Linked DNA regions of Mus musculus: region 2 is linked to region 1. The links are chromatin contacts, called in public promoter capture Hi-C maps. All regions are on one chromosome and are shown on one strand. Each heading gives the region's core, a stretch centred on a gene start, on an enhancer-like site or on the middle of the called end of the contact. The rest is flanking DNA. Distances are from core to core; before and after follow the strand shown. Region 1 holds the start of Herc3 (hect domain and RLD 3). Region 2 holds the start of Abcg2 (ATP binding cassette subfamily G member 2 (Junior blood group)).

Region 1 (7,690 bases), core at 853-3,352:
CCCCTCACCATACACTAAGGCATTTGGACTGTCCCACCTCTGCTTCGGGATCTACATGTTAAAAGAAATGACTTCCGAACAGGACTCTGCTAAGTGCTTAAAAATACATAAGCCTAGAATGATTGTGCACACCTGTAATCCCAGGGCTAATAAGGCTGGAGCAGGAGGATTACTGAGAGTTCAACATACGCTTGGGCTATCCTAACTTAGAGGCCAGTCTATACCATATAGCATGACTCCACCCCAAAAAGAAAAAGGGGAAGAAAGGCCTGAGTAAACTTCTGAAAGGAAGAATGTGTTTAGCCATTCAAGATGGAACGTTCTTCAGTGTATATCAGGATAAGGGTTTGGTTAAGATAACCTCAGTCCAACCTTGATCAAGTTAGTCACCTTTACTGTGACTAAAGTCATAGAGAGAACCTTATAAAATTCTTGCCACTTAATAGGGGTAGTAAATTTTCACTACCTTCAAATCTCTTATATAGATAGATTGAACAGAAATTATTGAAAAAAAAAATAATTCAATTTTGCTGTTCACTTCTCTAGGTATCTTTCACAGCTAGCTAGCTAGCTACCTGACCGCAACTGCTACTTTCGTTTCTCCCTGTTACCATATCCTCTAAGTGCAACACAAGAAGTCACAGACAGGCACCTCCAGTCACCCAAATAAAGCAAAGGGGAGCATTAAGATGTGATAAGATCACCCACGGAGCAGCTATGTTAGTATGAGCCATTATATAGTCTGTGGTCCTGAATGAGTTTCAGACATCATTTCTACCTTCGTAAGAGAATCCCTTTCAATTAGGAAACTATCACTTTTATTTCTGAAACTGGTGCAAGGTTGTTTGTCTCCAGCTGGGGCGCTCCTTTCATTACTTACACAGACGGTTTTAAGTGGTTATACAGATCTTAAGAGATTCAAGTTTGTCCCGCAACATGAAATGCAATACCCAATGACTTCTACAACACAGTTTAGAACATTTTTGGACTCCTGGTTCTTTTTTTAACACAATGAAACCCCACTACTTACTGAACAAGTCCAACTGGCTAACAGTGAACCATGCTTCTATTTTTCACGACAAAGGAGTTTTGCATCTAATTTGATTCCTGCAGTTTAACTTCTCAGATGGGGTCAAAACTGGAGTAAGCCACCGATTTTGTTTTTCTGATTTATATCCGTGGAAAGGAATAAAAAAAAGAAGAAGAGACACTGTCATTTGCCTCTGAAAGTACCACATCGCTCTGGCTGCATTTTAAAATGCTAATCCTTTTTACTTCTCTTTCCTGTCTTTCCAATCTAAAGCTAAAAATCAGTTCACTTTATCAAATTATCAAATGAAAGGTTCTAGAAATAGCTTCCTATTTGTGGAAAGAGACAGAAGGCACATAAAAAATGGAAGATATCACTTGAATCGTCCTCCCCCAAAGCACCCCGGATGAGACAAATCCCAGTAAAACCTTCGACGCCTTAGGTAAAATTTAAGGCACTTCCTAGTGGGGCAGGTGTGAACTCTAAAAGAAAACAGCCAGGAACAGCAAAGTTCAAGCATTCCTCCCCTGGGGCCCCGAGCTGCACACGCTCCCGGCAGCAGCACGAGCGAGTCTCCCCAGGTCCAGCCCTTCAGTCCACACACCTGCTCCAGGGTCCAGCCGTCGGCTCGGCCGCAGCGGCGTCTGCACCAGACACCAGGTCCCCGAGCCCCGCCCGCCAGCTGGGTGGGAGGAGCCCGCGGCCAGCCGCAACGCGAATTCCCCTGCCGCGGCGCCGCGATGCTCTTCACGCAGGGAGGTCACCCGCCGCCCGCGGCTAAGCGGCTAAGCAGAGCCGGGAGGCGCCTCGGCGACAGGGAGCTGCGGACAGCCCAGCCCCCTCCTCCGCGGGTGCGGCGGGCTCGGTGCCCTGAGATCCCCGCCCCGCCCGCACCTGCACCCGGGTCCGCAGCGCCGACCCCGCGGTCGCAGCCCTCAGGCAGCTCGGGCCTCCCCGGCCTTCAGCGTCACAGTAATAATGAAGTTTCCCCCGCACTCCCGCGGGCGCAGAATGAGCTGGGAGACCGACTTCCCGCCTGGCCAATGGTGGCGGCGGCAGCGGGGCGGGGCGCGGCGGGTGCGGAGAAGGCGGGGCGACGTCGGGGCGGGAGGGGCCGGGGAGGTGACCGGGAGGGGGCGGGGAGGTAGCGGGACTCCCGGCGGGGAAAGAAACCTGGAGGGGGCGGGACCTAGGGCGAGGGAGGTGACAGGGAGGCGGTGGGATCGGCGGCTGGGAGGTGACTGGAGGTTGAGGGACCCACAACCAGGTGTGGTAGACAGATGGCAAGACCCTGGACCCAAAATGGGAGAATGCAGGAGTAACCTTTGCTGGAATAAAATTGCTTTTCGCCAGCGAGGATGCAAAGGAGCGATGCCCAATGGTGTGGGGGTTTTGGTCGATTGGGTTTGTTGCTTGCTTGCTTGGTTGCTTGGTTGGTTCCTTTTGGTTCTGAATTCAGGTTCTTATTATTCATGCAGAGGTGAGAGGGGGAACTGGGACTGGCATGGTGAGCTGTAAGGTGGCTGCCAGAGCAGAGGGTAGTTCCAAATCCCTGTCACTCAGGGGCCAAGAACTGCGGGCCCGCAGTGGTGCAGAGTCAGGCTTGACTAGAGAGGAGAGCACACTGAAGAAAACAGAAAGTGTGAGAATCACCAATTCTAAAACCATAAAGCCCCACCTTTGGTCTAAAACTCCCGTGGGGGACGGGGGTCTGGGGGTGGGGAAGAGTGGATAGAAGTTTCAGCTCCACTTTCCCAGGCCTGTAAGAGGATATTCAAGCTTTCTTCTTCTCCCAAGGCCAAAAATGCTCTCAGCTACGGCTCCTCTCATCTTCAAATAATCTTCAAGAAAACTATATGGTAACAGTAAACTGATGTATCTGCCTGCCTTGAATTTGAAACGCTGAACATGGGGGCTTTAACCCAAAAGAATGTACAAAATTCTCCAAAAACTAGTTTAAGGTGAAGGCATGAGCCCATATCAGCATATACAATCCTGAGAATATGTACAAACAAGCACCTCTTAAAGGGACTCCTCAGTACATCCTGACTTATCCATATGTAACAATAACAAAAGAGACCATTCATTTGAAGGGGAGCACATGAGAGATGCTTAAGGAGTGGTAGTGCTATATTTTTATTTTAATTAAATTTTAAAAGGAAAATGACTCTAAGTAGAAGAAATTTCATAATCTGACATATCCAGAATAATTCAGATCTCATCAGGTCTTCAGGCTTTGAAAACCTAACATATTAACCAATAGAAAAGAAATCTCAAGGACTGATAGATTCTGAGGATAGGGCAGGAGACTGGTATATCCTGAGAAATACAACAGTGCCCTGATATGTCCTCAGGGTAAGGCAGTGCCCTGATGTATCCCAAGGAATAAGACAGTGCCCTGATGTATCTTGAGGCTTATGGCAGTGCCTCAATGTATCATAAGGATATGGCACTGTCCTGGTGTATCCTGAGGAATAAGGCAGTGCCCTGATGAATATTCTGAGGATATGGCAGTGCCCTGATGAATATCCTGAGGATGTGGCAGTGCCCCAATGTATCCTGAGGAATAAGGAAGTGCCCTGATGTATACTGAGGATATGGCAGTGCCCTGATGTATCCTGAGGATATGGCAGTGCCCTGATGTACATCCTGAGGATATGGCAGAGATGTTGGCATCATGGGGATCTTCAGTGATAACTGAAACACCTCTGAAACCAAGAAGATGAGGAAGTAGAATCTCTGTTTTGGGGTAACTAAGACAAGGTTTCGTAAACTTTCTCCACTTGTAGTCTCTCTTTGCCTCCCAAATTTTTACATATAAACATATAAAATAGGCATTGAAATCATAAGCAATTTTAACTTTAAAATGATTCTTTGTTATCATACAGTTTCACCATTTATTAAAGAGGACAGAAAATTAACATACTAGTTAGATTGATTGCTCATTTATTTTACATGAGGAATTAAATCTTGTTCAAATACCTGTCACTCCAGGACAGATAACAACATCAATGTTTTTCAGAATTAGACACTTTGATTCTATAAGCATCAATGCTGAGAAAGCCATTTGACTTTGTACTTCAGCCATTTTGTGCATATATATATATATATATATATATATATATATTATATATATATATACATATATATATATACACACACACATATATATATGAATGATATATAATGACTGAAGTATGTTTAAGGTCATTTTTTAAATGATGAGAAATTGTTCTGAGCTCAGATCAAAATTTATTGGATGATTTTTTTTTTAACTGAAACTCAAGTCAGAAATTCAATTTCTTAAATTAAACATTCTACCACAATCCAACCCGAGACTCACTAATTTAATATAAACTCGTTCAGGAATGTCAATAAGTGGATATCAAGTCTTTCTTCTCTGTAATTAAACCATTATTTTCCTATAAGAGCAGAAAACTGGATGTGCAGGAAAAAAATTGTAGTTCAATACACAAAAGTCCCAAACCTGAGCTGAGCTATTCAAGGCAGTGTTGGTGGATGATGCATTAGGCACAACAGTATGCTCAGTGGTTTAACAATTTCTGTAATGCAAAGCATGCTACTGTGTGTTCAAAACCAAAACTTCAATGAAATATAAAACTGCAATTAGGGGCAGGGAGTGCTTTTGACTTAATATTTGGTCACGGCATATTCAAGAATTAACACATTTTTTGTGACCCTTACATTCAGTGATGTGATTCCACATGGGGTTGTGACTCATGGTTTAAAAGGCCATGTTCTTTAAAAAATAAATAAAAAGCCACAAACCTTTGAAATATGAATCACAAAGGCTGTTTTTAGAAACACTAGAAGCAAGAGTCATCACTCATTCTCCAGATGTGTAGCAGTGTTGGGAAAGCTCAATATATTACAAAGATTTAAATGCAATTAGAAACATCACTAGCAAGAACTAGGTAGATGACCAAGGAGAACTTATGGTAAACAGCAGGATCCTTTTTCTTGTGTCAGATATAAAGCTCATAATCAGTCTCAATTTTGGGCTATGAATCTAGTTGGTTTTGTGTAAATTTTCCAATTGAAGAGAAAGGTTTGTTATCAAAGACTCAAGCCTAGAAGTGAGGTAGAAATGATGTCTAGATAACTAGAGTACTGTAAGCTTCCTTATAAAAGGGCCAAAAGCCTAGGAACTTTATCATAGGTGGAATAGTAAAGAGACTTTATTTTCACCTTTTTAAAAAAATACATTTATTTTAGCCAGGCAGTGGTAGCACTCACCTTTAATCCCAGTACTCTGGAGGTAGAGGCAGGCAGATCTCTGTGTTCAAGGCCCTCCTTGCTCTACAGAGTGAGTTCCAGGACAGCCAGGGCTATTCAGAGAGACTCTGACTTGAAAATCAACGACAAAAACAAAAACCAAAATTATTATTGTTAATTGTGCGTGTGTGTGTGTGTGTGTGTGTGTGTGTGTGTGTGTGTGTGTATGTGTGTGTGATTTCCTGATAGTTTTCATTTTCTTGCTTAAAGAATGAAGAACAGCCCAGGAACTCAAAGGGAAGAAGCCCTTAGCAGGGGAGGGATTCTAGAGCACACAATACAGGAAAAAAGAAGGGAAGAATATTGGGAGGTGGGATGATTTAAATGGAGAAGGAAGAGAGGAAAAGGTGGGAGAGGGGATTAATAAAGGCTAAGGATTCCTGACAAAACTGTATGGAAAGCTATTTCTTTGTAAGCTAATTAAAATATAAAATAATAATAATAATAAATAAAAACTGGGAGTTTGAATGTGGGTACCCTACAAGTATGGGTAATGCTGCTCCTGGAAGCCAAGAGTTGTTCAATAAAAATCCAAGGCATGGGATACCTCTTTACCAGTTGCTCAAGATAACTCCAGAGTACCCCAGAACAGTACAGGTTATTGCCATTGCTCTTGGTTGCCACAGAACTGGATAGTAAGACCTTGTTGCTGAAGATGCCACATATTTTACTATCAGGCTAGACACCTGGAAGGTTTCCTCTTGCTGGTTAATTTTCAGAAGACCAGATGGTGCTGTGCTGGCTGGCTGGTGGCTGGAAGAGGGGAGGGGTTGGGGGAGGGCATCATGAGTGATATTGACCAGGAGTAGACCCTGCATGCTGTAGTACCAACCTGCCAGACAATATGTGCCCACTCAATCGGGAATGGCTTAAATGCTTTGTGAATGACCAACACCTTTCTCATGAGATAAGAGGCCCACCTCTCTGGAAGAAATTCATGCCTGGCACCTTAAACCTGGTCAAGCACGTGAGGCTGGAGAAGTCACAGGCCTTCAGTAGAGCTCACTGTCATTGTTTTACCAAGTGATCATGTAAATGTGCTGGCTTAGATGATTAGTGTCCCCATAGTCTCAGGGATTTGAATACTTGGTCCCCAGTTAGTCCCACGGTTGTGGAGGTTTAGGAGATATAATCTTGGTGGAGGAAGTATGTCACATGTAGTGGCCTTTGGGAGCTTAAGGCCTCAGCTACTTCTAGTTCACCCTCTATGCTTTGTGATTACAATAAAGGGTTTAACTCTCAGCATGCTGCTCCAGCCACCATGACAGCAACTTGCAGCCATGTTTCCTCACCATGAACTATAACCCTCTGGAACCGCCGTATAAACTCTTTCATCTATAAATTGCTTTGGCCATAATGCTTTATCACAGGAATAGAAACCCTACCTGAGACATTTTTGCGGGCTAGTTTTTAAGTCAATTGGACATAAAGTCATCTGAGACTGGGAAACCTCAACTGAGGAAATGCCTCCAAAAGCTCAGGCCATAGAAAACCCTATAATTGGGAATCTTCTTATTAGTGAATGATGTGGGAGAACCCAGTCCATTGTGGGTGATGTTACCCCTGAGCTGGTGGTCCTGGGTTCTGTAAGAAAGCAGGCTGGACAAGGCATAAAAAGCTAGCCAATAAACAGCACTCTCCCATGGCCTCCGACTCAATTGTGCCTCCAGGTTCCCACTCTTGTTGAGTTTTTGTCTTGGCATCCTTCAATAGACTCTGACTTGATTAAGTAACCCAAATAAACCTAAACCCTGCCAGGTCCAAAGGAAACTCCATCTCACCAAATTCTGATGGTTAGACAAAGCCAGCAAATCCTCAGGAACCTGTGAAGCTGGTTTCTCCTCTACCAAAGGAGCCACTTATCTTATCGCTGGCAGTGGGGACAAATGGCTATCTATGGTGCCTATTAGCATAGCAAAGCACAAGTGGACCTCCAGGCTTCCTCAGTATCACAAGTACCTGTTACACATTTCAAAGTCCATGCTTGCTTCCTGGCTCTTCTCATTACTGCCCCAGCTCAGGAGCTTCTCTCTCCCCCAACCCCAGCTATTCATTTCTCCTTATTGCTCTGCTATTGTGTCTATGCTATCCCTTGGTCTTTTTGGTCCCCTCTTTCTCTTCATCTCTAGTTCTCCGTGTCTCTTTCTCCTCTCATGTCCAAGTCCAATCTGCTGACCAAGTTCAGTTTCTGCTCTGAACTCTTCCAGATGCCTTGGACAATTCTCTTCCTAGTAGCTGCAATAAAACCCTTCCCTTTAACCATACCACAGAGCAGTCATGGCATCAGTTTATACAAACCCTTTCCTCCACAAGTTTCTTTTGCTCGAGGTGTTTCATTACAGCAACAGCAAACCTAACTGAGAC
Region 2 (7,844 bases), core at 5,291-7,790, 190 kb after region 1:
ACGGGAGGAAGGATTCATAAAGATGGGTTCTAGAGACTGAGAGGATTGCTTGAGGGATTTGGATGAAAGCTGGCCTCCAGAGAACAGTGAAAGATCACCAGGTTGTTAGACAACATGCTACTCCAGCCTTGGGGTAAACAGGTGTCATTTCCTTCCTTAGAAGAAAAGAGCCTGCCTTTTAACAACTCTGGTTTCTAGTGTTTTCTGTAAGCTGTGCCCTCTACACTGTATCACTGTGGTCTGTACCACTGCTAACAGGAACAGCATAAATATTTATTTGAAATTTAACTTAACATTTCACCATTATAAATTTAACCAAATCAAAGGTTAAAAAGCAGAGAGGTAGAGTGTCTCAAATTCTGGGCATATTAGATTATGTTCTGAGCTTTAAAAAAAAAAAGCACAGGATATAGAAATATTGCCAAGGACTTTTATTTTGAGACGGAAGTGGCAAGTATAAAGACTTGCCCAAAGATAACACTAAAAAGGAAAGGCTTCACAATTGACAGAAGGACACTTTGAAAATCTCAAAGAGTCTCTACACAACTTCCTTTCATAATACATTCCTTTCAGTATACAACTTAATGAAGCTACTAAGCTAATAAAATATTTCTGGTTCTTTACCAGAGTCTAGTAAACAGAAGTTAATAGCATGCAGAATGTTTATTTTATAACACTTATTCGGTCAATATTTGATTTTAAAACTTCAGCTCCTAAATCTTGACAAATCTACCTGTTTTGTAAAAAAAAGGAAATCCAAACTGAGGACTATAGTGAGGCCTTATCTAATATAAGAAGCTGAATATATTAGTAGTCTGGGTGGCCATCATATGTAGTGAGAGAGCGCCTCACATGCACAGACTCACAGGCCCCAGATTCTATTAACAAAATACAAGAGAGACTCAGAGGATACCTGGTCCCAAAACCAAACTTAGTTTTTCAGTGTCATTCTAAATAAACACAATCAGAGTGTCAGATTTGATACATGACAATGAGCCTATAAATGTTTGCAATACTGGAAGAAGAAAATGCTTCCAAAATGATGGTAGCGGTAAATACATGAAAAGAGCAGAGCTTCCAACTTTGTGTCAAAAGCGGGGACAATCTGAGTAGCAAACCAAAGACGGATAACGTTGGATTAAGAACCAAATAACGAAATAAAATTGCAGGAGTCAGTACTGACACAAAAAGTTATTAAGTAGAGGAAAAGTACAGCCAACTGCACCTTAGAGACTAAAAGGATTAGAGATACAGGAGTGGGACTCCTTAAAAACATGTCACTAAAACAATTATAAAGTGCAACATGTTCCTAAATGAGGGCCAAAATCACCTAGCAGCAGCTTGAGGAGAAACAGGATGCACAGAGTGCAAGCGTGTCCCCTAAGACACACCGTATCGACAAAGGGAAAAGTGAAATCCTTCATCAAGTGCTTATGATCCGTAAGAGCACATGTCAGCCTCTCATACCCTGGTACACTGACACGGTGCACTTAGACAGGTACTTCATCTTCCTGACATTGTTCCCCTAAAACAGAGTATCAATGTAGTCATGAGAAAGTATCAAACTCAAAGGAGATGAACTGCACACATTAATGAACTGACGTCTTCTTTAATGTCAAGACCATGAATAAAACAAGGCTTCTTTTTATATATATTGGACAAAACTAAATAGATAGCAGTCAACTATAACATGGCAAACTTTGATGAATCCTAGATAAAAACAATGGAAAGACAAAAGAAAGAGCGATAGTGTGTGCAATGGCCACTGCTACACTAACGTCAGATGATCAGTTCTGTAAGTTGTGTTAGTTACGGCAGGTACCACGGACTGCTCTGGACTAGAATGTTGTGTTGTTTACTTGCAACTTTTTAGTAATGCTTCAAAATTAAGACAGATAAGAAAATAAACATTTTTCAATGTTTTATATTGAAAGTTTGATCACTGATCATGAAGATATCTTAAATTCAAATCTCAGTCAAGGCTACATTGTTGCAATGTACTGTTTTAAAAAAAACAGTAATATAAAATGTTTCTTGAAACTCAAATATTTATGATTGGCAGAAGCTGAGATGAAGTCAGTTGTGAGCCCTCCTACAACCCAAGCTTCAGGGCATACCTATGAGGACCTAGGAGGCAGAGTAAAGGCAATTGTTTTTTTGTTGAAAACTCCAGCCACTTGACTAACCCTTAGTAAAGTGGTAAGTATTTATGATCTGTAGGACTCATACTCAGCTCCCACAGGCAGAACTCTGAAGAAAGACTGAGCACATTTTCCCGGAGGAAGGGAGATCTGTATCTATTCCTGGAATTCAAGATGTAATGTATATTTATAGAAATGAAGCAGCAAGAAAAAAAAAAGATCTGTAGGAGAATGGATCCACTCCCTAAGGTGGCTACTTACTCACTGTGTAAGTCAATGCCACACTGCCAAAGAAATTCTACTTGTGGCTTAGATTTGAAGGTGGGGTGAATTAGAACGGCACTACTAGATTGAGCCATGACAAGTTATACTACTAGATTTTAACTAGAAGAAGCCAATTGCTCTATAATTTCTCAAGTATACATTTTACTTGAAGTATTTATCATAGGAGCTATATTTGGATATATAAAGTACAGTGTTTCCCTTCTACTGCACTCTCACAAAATGAACACCCCTGTAGCTGGACTGCAGTCAGGCACATACACCAAGTAGTTGTCCAGTGAACACCAGCTTTGCTATCCAGTGATCCAATTGTATTCTAACTCTATCTCACTGGCCACCCACTAAGGGCTCAGTCCCATTAGACAGCCTCTATTTCAGACATCAATCCAAGGCCAGCCCTGGTCTACATAGCAAGTTCCAGGCTAACAATAGCTACACAGTTAGACCCTAAAAAAAAAAAAAAAAAAAAAAAAAAAAAAGCACAAAAGAAAACAAAAAGACAGTTGTTACAAATGACATGGATGAAGGACAGGAAAAATACCTACTCACAGAGACATCAAGTAGGGTCCTCAGAAAGACAGCTTTTAGCTTCTATCCTGCGGAGCTGAGAGATGGCCCCTTCTCTGAGTGCCAAAGCACTTATCAGACAAGGGATCTATCTGTTCAGGTATTCACTGATTAACAAATTTTATAGAGCTGAATCACCTGCCTTCTTCCTCCTGTTTCAGAGGTCCATAGGTGGAGCTAAGTCTTAAATCTCTCATCACTAGGCCTTTCTGAGACCATGCCCATCCTAAGGCTATAGGAGTCCCACCCTAGGTCACCTCACTTACATAAACTGAGCTGTAAAAAAAAAAAACAAAACAACAACAACAACAAAAAAACAACAACAACAAAAAAACCTAGGCACTCTGGTTGGGGTTGAAAGTGTAATTCTGTGATGAATCTCTGAAAACTAACCATACAGGGAAATGAATGCCAAGACCAGGATGCAGGAGTGGGTGGGTTGAGGAGCAGGGTGGGGGGAGGGTATAGGGGACTTTCGGGATAGCATTTGAAATGTAAATGAAGAAATTATCTAATAAAAAATCATTTTTGAAAAAAAATAACAAAAGACACAAAATCTCAGAAGATTCTAAGGATCTTGGGGGTCTCCGGCTGGGATGAGGCAAAGATCAAATATATTTTGCATTGTGCCACAATAACATCATCTCCATGTTACTGAACCAGAGCAAAGAGTCAGAGATCACAAATCTAAGATAGATCACAGGGTGCAAAGTAAGACCAGGGTGTCTTAGATTTCTCTACCACTATTGTTATACATTGAAATAATGGAGAAATCTTATTTCCTCAATTTCTACTCTTCCTGCAATTGTATTCTTTCTGCATTCCTTAATAATGATTTTAGTAACAAAATTGTAGTTATTAAAAGGCAAGAGGTTATAATGACAATATATGTTACAATAAAAGCCAGCCTTCTATCTATCTGTGTACTAGTTAACTGCCCCTAGAGCTAAGTTATCTAGAGCAGGACCCACCAGTTCTATATGCCTTGAAATGTGGACAGTATGAACTAAGATATGCTGCATCCTACCTATTATAAGTAGGATGTATGAAAGATTTTAACTATAAAAATCTATAGCTTCATATTGACTATAATTTTAAATTATATTTAACATAGTATTTTATACACTGTTATTTGTGGATAAATACAATATTTTACAGTTTCCAAACGATATGTTGTCTTCTTTGCACCTCACTGTGAACTTGACCTGGCAAGAGAGCATATGAGCTACTGACCTAGAATTGGGTCCCCAGCACTTTAAATATTTTCCAGGTCATGACTTCCACTTGTTTAATACTCACATAGTACAAAAGCTTGAACAATTAAATCACTTATATTTCTAGTGTCAATACTAAATGTTCACAGCCCAAAGTACTACTTTCCTAGAACTTCAAATGAACCATACAGGAAACCATTCAGGGCTCCTTCAATAAAATAATGGATCGTGTTAACAAATTCCTTATTCCCTGGTCTCAAGAAGAAATTGTCACATGGATGTGAAATGTCTTATTAAATGGTAGAAAAGGAGTAGTATAGTTTATAAACCCAAGTTCAATCTGCATTTTCCTACCAGCGAGTATGTTCTTATCTCCTTCCTGCATGCCTTTATAGTGAGCTACTCTCAGGACCTGCAGGATACATAGATATTAAATATGCATTCATGGACCAAGGAGATAGCTCAGTCAGTAGAGTCCTTGCAAACATTAAGGCCTGAGCTAGTATCTGGCTGGCTAGTGAAGCAGCAATGGGTGGCAGGCGAGTCCCTGAGACTAACTGATAAGTCAGGAAGCCTACCTGGTGAGCTCCAGACAATAGTGTGAGAGTCTCTGGGAAAACAGGGAGACAGAGTGGATGGCCTGAGAAAGGACACCTGAGGCAGAGGGGAGAGAAGGGAGAGGATGAAGGGAAAGAATTGGAGGAGAAAGAGGAAGACAAAAACAAAAGAAGAGACAGATACACCCTGTGATCACTGATACAAGTTCATAGTCCTTTTCTTCTTAGACTGTCTACCTGGTAGCTGGAGTGTGAGCATGAGAGTGGCTATAATACACCCTTGCACACTAAAGTCCACTCCCTGTAATTATTCCAGGGCTATGAAGAGTTTAAGTCAAACTGATGGAATGATTCATGTAAAGTGAAATGTTTACTTCTTCTTTTAAAACAACAGTTGTCCCTTACTTCCTATGCCTTCTTTTCTCCATTATAATCATGATGAGCTATGAGCCAGGCCAGTTTCCTGAATAAAGACAGTTAGGGTCATAGGCCCTCTGGGAGTCTCACTCTTTCTTTGAAGGATGACTACCTGGAATGCCATCAGAGGGAAGTCACAAAACGTACTCTTTATCCTGCAGGATAACTTGAAGGATTTAGGACATGTTACTTTAATTTCTAGCCATTTCCCCCAGGCTCAATACAAATCAGACATCAACCCAGCTTCCACAGTGTCTCTGATCTCACCAAGACTGCATTCACCCTTCCTGAGAAAATGCACATACCACTGAGATTAATCATCACTGGGGCAGGAGAAATAATCTTGGTCAACCCCTATCCACTCATATCTATTTTAAATAACTGTTATACTACCACCTTTGAATGAATCCCTAAACACTTCAGTTTTCTTTATAAGTAAATGAATTATGAGCTCAAACTCCCTCAGGGACTTCCCAGCGAATGGGAAACGGCTGTAAGGCAAAGGAAAAAAGTAACGATAAAAGTTAAGACTCGACTCTCCACAGAAACCTTTTCAGTATTATTTTGGTAACTACTGTAATAAGCAGGTCAAATTTTAAAGTTAATTATTAAAACTCAATAGCTTGGTATGACAGTGCCCTGGAATAGTCCCAGTGCTGGAATGGCTGAGACATCAGAATTGTTTGAGCTCGAGGTCTTAGGCAGTCTGGGAGTCATAGAAAGACTCCTTCAGTCGAAAATTAATAAATAAACGAATAGATAAATAAATAAATGAAAGTAGAAAAACGGAAAAGAGTAATCAGAATGCATTTCATCCACGCGTGCAACTGACAAAGAACAAAATGTAAGGTCAAAGGCAAAACATAACGATAAAAATAAGATTCAACTCTCCACAGAAAGGTTAGAAAGGGAACCCAGAAAGTAACAATACACCTAAAATTGAGAAACTTTAGGCCCGGGGTTGGGGTAGGTGCTCTTCAGTCCCCTTGAAAACTTCTCCACTGTGGGGCTGACTGTCGTTCAGGCAGTTTAATCTATCCATTCAAGAAGTCTTATCCTTTCCAAACAGTTGGAGCAAACAGGTTTGGACTTTATCCTCCTGCTATCACCGCACCGCACAAGCTTCTGGAGAAATGACTGAACTGTCAGTCCTTGTTTCCTCCTCACTTTCACAACCCACACCACGCGGTCCCCCTCGCCCCCACGCCGAGCCCCACAGGGCCGCCACTCGCCCCCGCGGCGCCTAGCACACTCCCGGAGCTTCCCCGCACTCCGCTCACCTCGCGGTCCCTGGCGGAGCAGCAGCCGCGCCAGAACTCGCACACACTCAGACCTGCACACGCTCGCCCGCCAGGAGCGTCTGCCCGCCCCGCACAGGCGCCCGACCGCCGTGACGTCAGCTCGCGCCGCCCCGCAGCTCGCCGGCAGGAGAAGCCGGTCCCAGGAGCAGCTGGACACATGTGGGCGGGGGGCTTCCTGTGCTGCACAGGCTCCTGGACGGAGGGCGGAGAGCGGAGAGCAGAGAGCCCCGGGTCATGGCGGAGGCAAGGCGCTGACCTGCGATAAGAAGCCTCGGAAAGAAAATATACTCAGAGTACCTTCACCCTGTGAACCTGGAGGACCCACAAGATACCCAAGATGCAATTTAGGCAAATTACTATTATAACTGTGGCAGGCTGGGCTTTGTGTGGACTCTCCCGGGATTTACGGAGATGGGGTGGATGGCCTTTTGATGAGAGGAAGAGAGCTGCTCCTAAAATGATCTGATTCCCTACTTGTTTGGGAACTTTACCAGGCAGCTGCCCAAAATGGAAGGGTCCTATGCTAGAAGTTGGGGACTTCACTTAGGTGGCTGTACAGAATGCCATAGGGAAAAAAGACACTGGAAGACACCAAATTCATCTCATGAGGGTAAAACCTCCTAAATCCAGGTAATCCCGAGAAACACAGCTATGGCTACAGTCTTAGGGTTTCTATTGCTTTGATGAAACACCATGACCAAAAGCAACTTGGGGAGAAAAGGGTTTGTTCTGCTTACACTTACACACCATGGTCAATCATCACATCTCTCCACCTCCCCCTTCAATTATTTTAAATTTTTAATCGAGAAAAATAAATGCATGATCAACTTCTACTCGGGTCATGTTACAAGAAAAAAGTACTGATCATGAGTTTCTCTCCTTAGGAAATCAACAGCTACAATGACTGGCTACATTTTTTTGTCACTGGGATAAAGGTCCCTTTTTCATGTCTTGGTCTTGTTAATAAAAGATTCAATGATTGACACCATGGTCAATCATTGAAAGCAGTGAAGGCAAGAGCTCAAACAGGGCAAGAATCTGGAGGCAGGATCTGACGCAGAGGCCATGGTGGAGTGCTGCTTACTGGCTGTATCATGGCTTGCAAAGTTTATTAGTTTGTTTTATAGAACCTAGGACCACCAGCCCAGGAAAGTCTCCCACCTGCAATGGGCTGGGCCCACCCCATTCATCACTAATGAAGAAAATGCCTTAAGGGCTTGCCTATAGCCAGATATTAAGGACACCTTTTTTCCAATTGAAAGCCCCTCTTCTCAGATGACTCTAGCTTGTGGCAAGTTTAATAACAAGATAGTCCAGGCACTTGACCCTTTGTGAGCCAGACACATCAACACAACACTATTTAAC

What was found. Capture Hi-C pulls out chosen DNA fragments and counts their contacts.
Region 2: a promoter capture Hi-C map of adipose tissue shows a contact between it and region 1. The contact joins the promoter of Abcg2 here to the promoter of Herc3 in region 1. A contact is called at or near these places in 14 of 484 Hi-C or Micro-C datasets (LSK cells, Th1 cells, cardiomyocytes and 10 more), 4 of 115 datasets of contacts at active chromatin or transcription factors (bone marrow-derived macrophages, extraembryonic endoderm stem cells, memory CD8 T cells and 1 more) and 2 of 9 other capture datasets (adipose tissue and liver).

What each region holds. Positions count from the first base shown.
Region 1 is chr6:58,825,877-58,833,566 of GRCm38.p6, reverse strand. Herc3 (hect domain and RLD 3) reads right to left here and starts at 2,102. Exons shown (of 26, transcript NM_001361966.1): 1 at 1,635-2,102; 2 at 1,031-1,165.
Region 2 is chr6:58,639,242-58,647,085 of GRCm38.p6, reverse strand. Abcg2 (ATP binding cassette subfamily G member 2 (Junior blood group)) reads right to left here and starts at 6,540. Exons shown (of 16, transcript NM_001381927.1): 1 at 6,459-6,540.